2 separate regions of the Callithrix jacchus genome follow, and region 2 is linked to region 1. A link is a contact called in public Hi-C data. All regions are on one chromosome and are shown on one strand. The core of a region is the stretch at or near the end of the contact, and the rest is flanking DNA. Distances in the headings are between cores, read along the strand shown.

Region 1 (3,735 bases), core at 706-3,205:
AGGGAGCTTGGGGATGGGGGCCAGGCCTGGGTTCGTCCCTAACACTGAGTCTTCAAGCATGGCCACCTGCAGGGTGGGAAAATGAGGCACGGGCCTCCGGAGGGCCAGGAGAGAACTGGGATCCTGTATGAAGGCTGCACATCCAGTGAAAAGGAGGCTGGTGTAGGAGGTGCCACACACCAGCAGGGAGCAGCAGGTGCACTGGGAGGTGCCAAGACAAGCTGGGCAGATGCCTGGTCCCAGCCAAACTGCCCAGACATGACATTATCACTTAGACCCAGTGGGGTAATTGGAAGGCTCAGCAGCAAAGTTAAGGTCAGAATTCCGCTGGACTCACAGCTGGTGCTCTGGCAGTCAGATCCGGAGCCCAAGATCACCCCAGAATACCCCCCAACCAGTGAGGGAGCTGGGCCTGTGCTTCCCAAGGTTTCCACCAAGAACTCTTAAGGCAGAACAGCTACCTCTGGGGAGGCCCAGAGGGAAAGGTCTGAAGCTATTCCTGGAACCCCAGATTTCTTTAAAACCTCAATTTTCCTTTTCGGATACATAGGACTCTTGCATTGCAACCAAAGCAAACTAAATTGATGACAAGGTTTCCAGTGGTCAGAGGGAAGTCTCATACCCCAAGTTACGTGTGTCCCAATTTGAGAAGCACAGACGAGGGAGGGCTTCAGAGACAACACAGGAGCCATGGTGGAGGTGAGCTGAGAGGCAGACCCAAGATCAAAAGCCTAGATGGGGTCTCCAGTAAGAAGAGGTGAGGCCGGACAAGAGGAGAGTCACACAGTTTGCATATAGGTTGGTGAAAGCTTGCTCAGCCAGGCAATGCATCGTTAGGGAGGGAAACGCTGTCTACTCTGTGACATTTTAGAAATCAAGCCTGGTGAATGTTAACCTATGAACTTACCTAAAACCCCTTGAACCGACTGAACTGATTTAAATTTCTGTTCTCTAAATTAATTTTTATTCAGACACGACTTATTTATATACACCAAAAACAGCAAAAAAAAAAAAAATCACCTTGTGATTGTATAGAGCACATTTTCAGCCATTCTGTGCATATTTTATTGAATAAATAAAAACTTTATTGGGTTGGTTTTTAAAACCTATAAACAATATAGTTTCTTCTTTGATCACCTAAAATACACAACTTTATGTAACTTTATGTAACCAAAATGCTTAAAGGATTTTGTTCACTGAGTGTTGACTATTTATGCCGCTACATATGAAAATCTGACCTGTCAAAACTGGTTTTGCAGTAGCCATATTTGGATATGTGTGGATTTCTATAAAGATTGTCTCTTAAAATTACGAGATGTAATATAACACCTAGATACCAAGGGAAAAAATGAGTTTGCAAACCCACGTTGGGACTTACACAAGAAATCCCTGTGGTGTTTACAAAGTTTAAAATTCTATTGAGTACATTTATTTTTCAAAATAAAACAGGCTAAGTAAATAACAACAGTACCTCAACAACTTCTATAAACAGCTAAGCTATACTTTACAGCTATAAGAACATGATATTTGTATTTCCCTGAGTGCATAGTTTGCTTTGAGTTCAAGGGCATGGTGTATGTGTGTGTTTCCTGAAGCCACTGAGATCAGAATAGATGAAAGCTAAGAACATGAACCTGTTGGTGTTGTGATGAGCTTAGCTCCCTGCTGTTTTAGATTAGCCTTGGCAACCAGGGTCCCTTCACCTCATCTACAGATTCTGCTCCACCACAACTCTGGGCCACCTTCTCTCTAGGACAGGAGACCCAGCTGAGCAGCTCAGAGGCCCCACAGCAAGTGGGCCCAAATGCTGAGCCTGCTCCAACTTGTGCCTCTGCTCTAAAAAGTGGATTCCTTCCTTATTTCCTTGCCTGGAATTCTCCCTTACCCTTCTTGGGACTAGAGTCAAGTTCACAAACTCCAGGGCCCCTCATATCATCCTTGGAACCTGACCTCCTCCTACCCCATCTGTGTCTTCCCAGCCTGGGGCGCTCGATCCACTCCTAGGATCTGCCTTATCCAGCCTGCTGTGCTGGAACACCCTGCCACGTCCTGCCCGAGTCTGAGGGCTCTCTGTCTCTGGGTTAATTCCCAGCTTGGCTTTCCCCCAACTGACGGTGTGGGTGATAACAGTTACCTTCCTGCAAATGTGTTTGTCTTTATTTCTTGGAATGGATTTCAGATTTTAGAAGCTCTCATCCCTGGCAAGTGCCTAGAAACCAAAACCCTGATGACTATACTTAAGTTTCCCCCAAATGACTTGAACTTACTTTCTCTAAGAGCTACAGACTGGCTTTGAGTTCAAGGGCAGCTTCAAGTACAGAACCCTGTAAATAGGTGTGTCTGTTCCCTACCCCATGCCATCATTAGGAATCCCTATTGCTTGGTGCCAGCTACATGAAATTTTCCGCAATTCACCTGCATATCTGGTGCCATAAGAAATCATAAAAACTGCTTCCATGATTCATGTAGGTATTCTGAAGTAGTCCAAAAACTTGGGTCCTACATTTACAATCAGGTTTAGAGCACAGAAATTCCAAATCCTCACTTTCCCAGTATAGGAGTGACCTGAACTGACCTAACTCAGTATAGGGTTGACCTGTTGATGGGCTCGAAGTTTGCCAATCGGTCTTATCGAAGGCCTGCCAGCCGCTCCCTGACAAGGAGCGCGCTCTTTTTGAGGGGAGGCTCGCTGTGTGTGCCAATACCGCCATCTCCAGAAGTTCCTCCCTGCAGTAGTGTTTGGAGCAACACTGATTTTTTTCCTGTAGTTCACAAATGGTTCTGGTGGCGACCTTGGAAAGACAAACATGTAAGCAGTGGCCACTGGTTGACTTTCCTGCACTGCTTACCACCTTGACCCTTTGAGGCAATCGAGACTTGGATCCAGCCTCATAACTTCATATGACCTAATTTTAGCTAACTTGAAGAAAAGAAAAACAAGAATATAACTAGTGGCCTATTTTTCCGTATTAGTGACTAGCATGGAGATTTGATATTCACTGGTGTCCTCAAGGCTTGAAAAACATGAAGAACTCCATGAATGTTTGCTGAACTGACCTAGATGACATTGCTTGCATTGGCAGCTGTGATGGTTATTACAGTGCTCATGAGTAAGTGATAGTTTGTCCTAAATTTCCACAAGTATGCTTATATTGCTCTGTCTTACTTTTCACAGCAGAGAGCTGAACTGTCATGCCTTTAAGGCAAGAGCCTTTCACACACCAATACACATTTATATTTATCTTCAACAATCTGGCATAAACAGAAATCTCACCTCTAAGTTTCCAGGGGTTTAAAATCTGTTTCAGATACTAGCTTCTAACCGTGACTTTTTAATGAAAATTAAATTCACTGTCAACTCCAATACTCTAACTTCCCAAACTGCTGAGAGGATCAGGCCGCTCTGGCTATGAAATAAACTCTATAAAGAGAACTGAAATCATAGGTGAAAATAAAGTCCACTGGGTAATGCAGGCACTATGTCGCTATCATTGTTGCTTTTTAAATACAGCATATGAAACAGGATCTCTTAACTTGTTTCTCCAGCTTGGGGATTAGAAGGAATTTCCAGTGAGCTCATTTCAGAGCTCTAACTCTTACAGTGAAGGACAGATTCTGTTCTTTTAAGTCACAGCTGAGCTACACTAATTAAAAAACCAAGTAGAAGTGCTTTTTAAAAAGTCCTGAAAACTAAGGTTTCAGGAGGATGGGGTATCAGGACACGGGTCTCAATCA
Region 2 (3,735 bases), core at 463-2,962, 94 kb after region 1:
GCCCGGGCAGGAGTATTTTGTCTTGGTACTTTCTTTTTTTTTTTTTTTTTTTTGAGACGGAGTTTCGCTCTTGTTACTCAGGCTGGAGTGCAATGGCGTGATCTCGGCTCACGGCAACCTCCGCCTCCTGGGTTCAGGCAATTCTCCTGCCTCAGCCTCCAGAGTAGCTGGGATTACAGGCACGCGCCACCATGCCCAGCTAATTTTTTTTGCATTTTTTGTAGAGACGGGGTTTCACCATGTTGACCAGGATGGCCTCGATCTCTTGACCTTGTGATCCCCCTGCCTCGGCCTCCCAAAGTGCTGGGATTACAGGCGTGAGCCACCGCGCCCGGCCCTGTCTTGGTACTTTTAAAACTCCCAAGGAGATACTGATATATGTCTAGGATTGAGAACTACTTGGAGGTCCTCTAAGCCCTTGCTAGGCAAGTCTGACCAGCAGCAACAGCATTATCTCCGATGCGGAGGGAGTCTCAGGACACATCCCAGACCTACTGAATCAGAATCTGCATTTTAACAAAGCCCAGTAATTTGAGTGTATGTTACAACTTGAGAAGCCGTGACCTAGTCACTATTTCATTTGACAGATGGGGTTCAGAGAGGCTGAGTGATTTCAGGGGTCATGCTGTTAACTGGAGGCTCAAGTAGGACTGGAGCCCGGATCTCTCGGCTGCTATTGCCATCACATTATTATTGTTCAAATTCAGCCAGTGGTCAGATATTCCTCAAAATGTTGTCGTCTTTCTCAGGTTTATCACAGCTCTCTCTGATTTCCTCTGTTCACACACACACACACACACACACACACACACACAAAATCACATTTAAAAAACATTTAAGGTTTTATTTTCTGCTGGTAGACAACAAAAGGATTAGATGGCATGACGAAAAATATTTGAGAAGGGCATCACAGATAGATATAAAGAAAAGATGGAAGACAGATAGCAAAGCCATCGCCGCCTGATTTGTGGATCAGAAGGTTGCAGGGCTGTAGCTGATCTTGATAAAGAGATCGGAGACTGTCTAAAATCGAGCAACTGTGCCTCTGTGACAGCCCAGAGCTCAGCGTGGGTGAGACACCAAAGCCTTCATCTTGGACCTGAGAAAAGCAACTAAAACGTCGGGGTGGTTGTTTATAGGCTTGCAAATTTCATAGTTACGTTTGGGGTGAGAACAGTCCACACTTTGTTATCACAGATCATGGAAATAAAACCAAAAAAAAAATCAGGCCGGGCGTGGTGGCTCACACCTGTAATCCCAGCATTTTGGGAGGCGGAGGCGGGTAGATCATGAAGTCAAGAGATTGAGACCATCCTGGCCAATATGGTGAAACCATGTCTCTACTAAATATACAAAAATTAGCTGGGCATGGTAGCATGTGCCTGTAGTCCCAGCTACTCAGGAGGCTGAGGCAGGAGAATTGCTTGAACCCGGGAGGCGGAGGTTGCAGTGAGTCAAGATTGCGCCACTGCACTCCAGCTTGGGAGACAGAGTGAGACTCCGTCTGAAAAAAAAAAAAAATCCTACAGATCCACAGAAGAGAGTTTTGCAGTTAGAGCAGCAGACTATGTCAGGAATTGGATCAGTCCTACACTGCCACAGCCCTACGAAACTGAGGGAGTCCCCTGCCACCAGGTTCCAGGCTCAACCTTCCAGCTGTGCCCTATGCAGCTACTTTAAACCCTCACATCCGTCCCCAGATCACACCAGCCCCACAGGGAAGGAAACCCCTCACAGATCGGCTGTCCACAGCCTTCCTGTGGAACCAGCCCCTGTGGCCATTCCTCACACTTTCTTCATTCTGCTTATGCTGCTTGTTCTGGGGGTGATTTCAGCTCCCCACCCTGGCCACGTGGCATCAGGTTGCTTCAAGCGAACAGCCCTCCCCCATCTGACCTGACTGTGATCCTTGTACCCTGGCTCCACTCCTGCAAGTAGAACTATCTCCAGTCCTGAGAATGGCACCGGGCCACCTGGAATGCTTAGTCCCAGGCCCAGGAGCACTCATTCCTCCCTGAGTCCCTCATCCCACCTTCTTAACACCATGGAGGCACATTCCCAGTATTACTGGACCCACAGGCTGCTAAAAGAAGAGACTTCAGCCTTGTTGCCTGAGACCTGACTAATGACATAGCGCTGACCCCAGTCACTCCCCGCCCTGAAGCCTTTGCTGGGGTATTTTTCTAGCACATTAATGCAGTTTGTAATTTCTTGGCTCTGGTTCTCAGGAGAGGCAGAATGAGTGGTGTTTTTGGTTCACTGCCGGATGAGGGTGATTCACATCCAAGGCCACTTTCCTTATGTGATAAACACTGCTCCTCCGGCCTTCTCTGGCAATGGTGAACTCAGATAGAAGAAAACTCTTCTGCGAATGGCAAAGATTGCAGAAGAGTAATTCTCTGCCACTCCAAGGGGATATGCTATCAGGGAAAACACCCCTCTGCAAAGACATGCAGAATCTATCTTCCAGCTCCCCTGGAGGCCTGCTCTCATCAAGCCAGCTGGAAGCCAGGCCCAGCTTGGGGCTGCACCAGAGAAGGAGGCAGCAGCTGTTACTGAATAATTAAAGTTAGGCCAAGGACAGACAAGTCCAGGAGGCTGATGTGAGAATCAGTCAGGGTCAAGCAGGACATGAATCAGCTCAGGCCTGTAAAAGACCATTAGCTGTCAACAGCAGATGGGAACAGCCTGGCTAAGCACTGTCCAAAGGTAAGAGAACGCTAACCGCAGGGACAGAACAAGGCTTCCCTCATAGAGCACCAACACCAGATCCCCTGTCTCACTCCCTCTTGGCTTCGACTGAAGGCTCTTTTGGGGATACTGAAGAACCCCTGTGTCTCTTGTTATCTGATGATTTCAGTTACAGGAAACTCTTTTTCCTAGTTTGGGACATAATGAATGGATCAATGGCTGACTTAATGAATAAGAGAGGGAAGTAGAAACAGGTATACTCGATGGGTAGGACCACAGGTGTACTCTATGGATAGAACCAATAGCAAATATTTCAAGGACAGTCGGACTGAGTTTCGGGAATGCCCCAGGCTAGGGGTATGACCTTCATGGACTTCATGGGCCAAGGCAACAGTGAGAACAGCAACCATTTGTTAGAGGGTTCCGCCACGGTCAAGCATTGCGTTCTATGCTGTGTTAGGATTCTTGCTGCATTGAGTCACAAAACCCAACTCAAATTGACACGTTGGATATCAACCTTGACCAAAATTCACTTGAAATTAAACTTTTTGTTTTAAACTATTTGGTTTCTTTACAAGGCTCAAATCCTCTAAGGTTTACAGAGACAGGAAGAGAAAGGTAAGGCAGAATTTGCATTTTATTATGCCTGTGAAGTGTCTTAGCATGCTGAGCTGACAGTCAAAGATCTGCCACCATAATGATCATTCCACTATTTGTTGGGTCCTTTCCACATATCAAACCACAGAACCCAAACAACTTTGCAAAAGGGTAATTTTGTCATAGATGGAGATTAAGGTTCAGAGAGGTTAAACAAATTTCCCGAGATCATTAAGCCATATGTGACAGAGATTAAATCTGAGCCCAGGTGTCTCTGACCCCCAAAGCCCATGTGTTTTCCACCATAGCACATTGATCAAATGGTCATTGGCATCTATTGCTATTTGCAATTTGAATTTGCTTGTGAAGGAGGGAATGTGGGCTATAAACGTGCTCTGATATCCCCAGATCTCTCATTGCTTCTGTGACTCACCGCATCTCATCCAA

The links. Hi-C and Micro-C count contacts between places; a contact is called where the count stands out from the background.
Region 2: a Hi-C map of skeletal muscle shows a contact between it and region 1, with 4 times the contacts expected there. The contact joins two enhancer-like sites. A contact is called at or near these places in 2 of 3 Hi-C or Micro-C datasets (both in skeletal muscle).

The regions. Positions count from the first base shown.
Region 1 is chr15:12,544,601-12,548,335 of calJac240_pri, forward strand. KLHL6 (kelch like family member 6) reads right to left here. Exons shown (of 7, transcript XM_078350247.1): 7 at 1-3,735. All of the region lies in intron 4 of LOC118147844 (a long non-coding RNA gene), which reads left to right. Among named protein-coding and RNA genes, the nearest start is that of MCF2L2, 43 kb to the left of the region's middle. Within about 2 kb of position 1,956, at least 1 of the 16 cell types and tissues checked has an H3K27ac peak or open chromatin away from gene starts, as enhancers often do. A contact at or near this core is called in skeletal muscle, where this site is marked.
Region 2 is chr15:12,638,934-12,642,668 of calJac240_pri, forward strand. All of the region lies in intron 5 of LOC118147844 (a long non-coding RNA gene), which reads left to right. Among named protein-coding and RNA genes, the nearest start is that of KLHL24, 29 kb to the right of the region's middle. Within about 2 kb of position 1,713, at least 2 of the 16 cell types and tissues checked have an H3K27ac peak or open chromatin away from gene starts, as enhancers often do. A contact at or near this core is called in skeletal muscle, where this site is marked.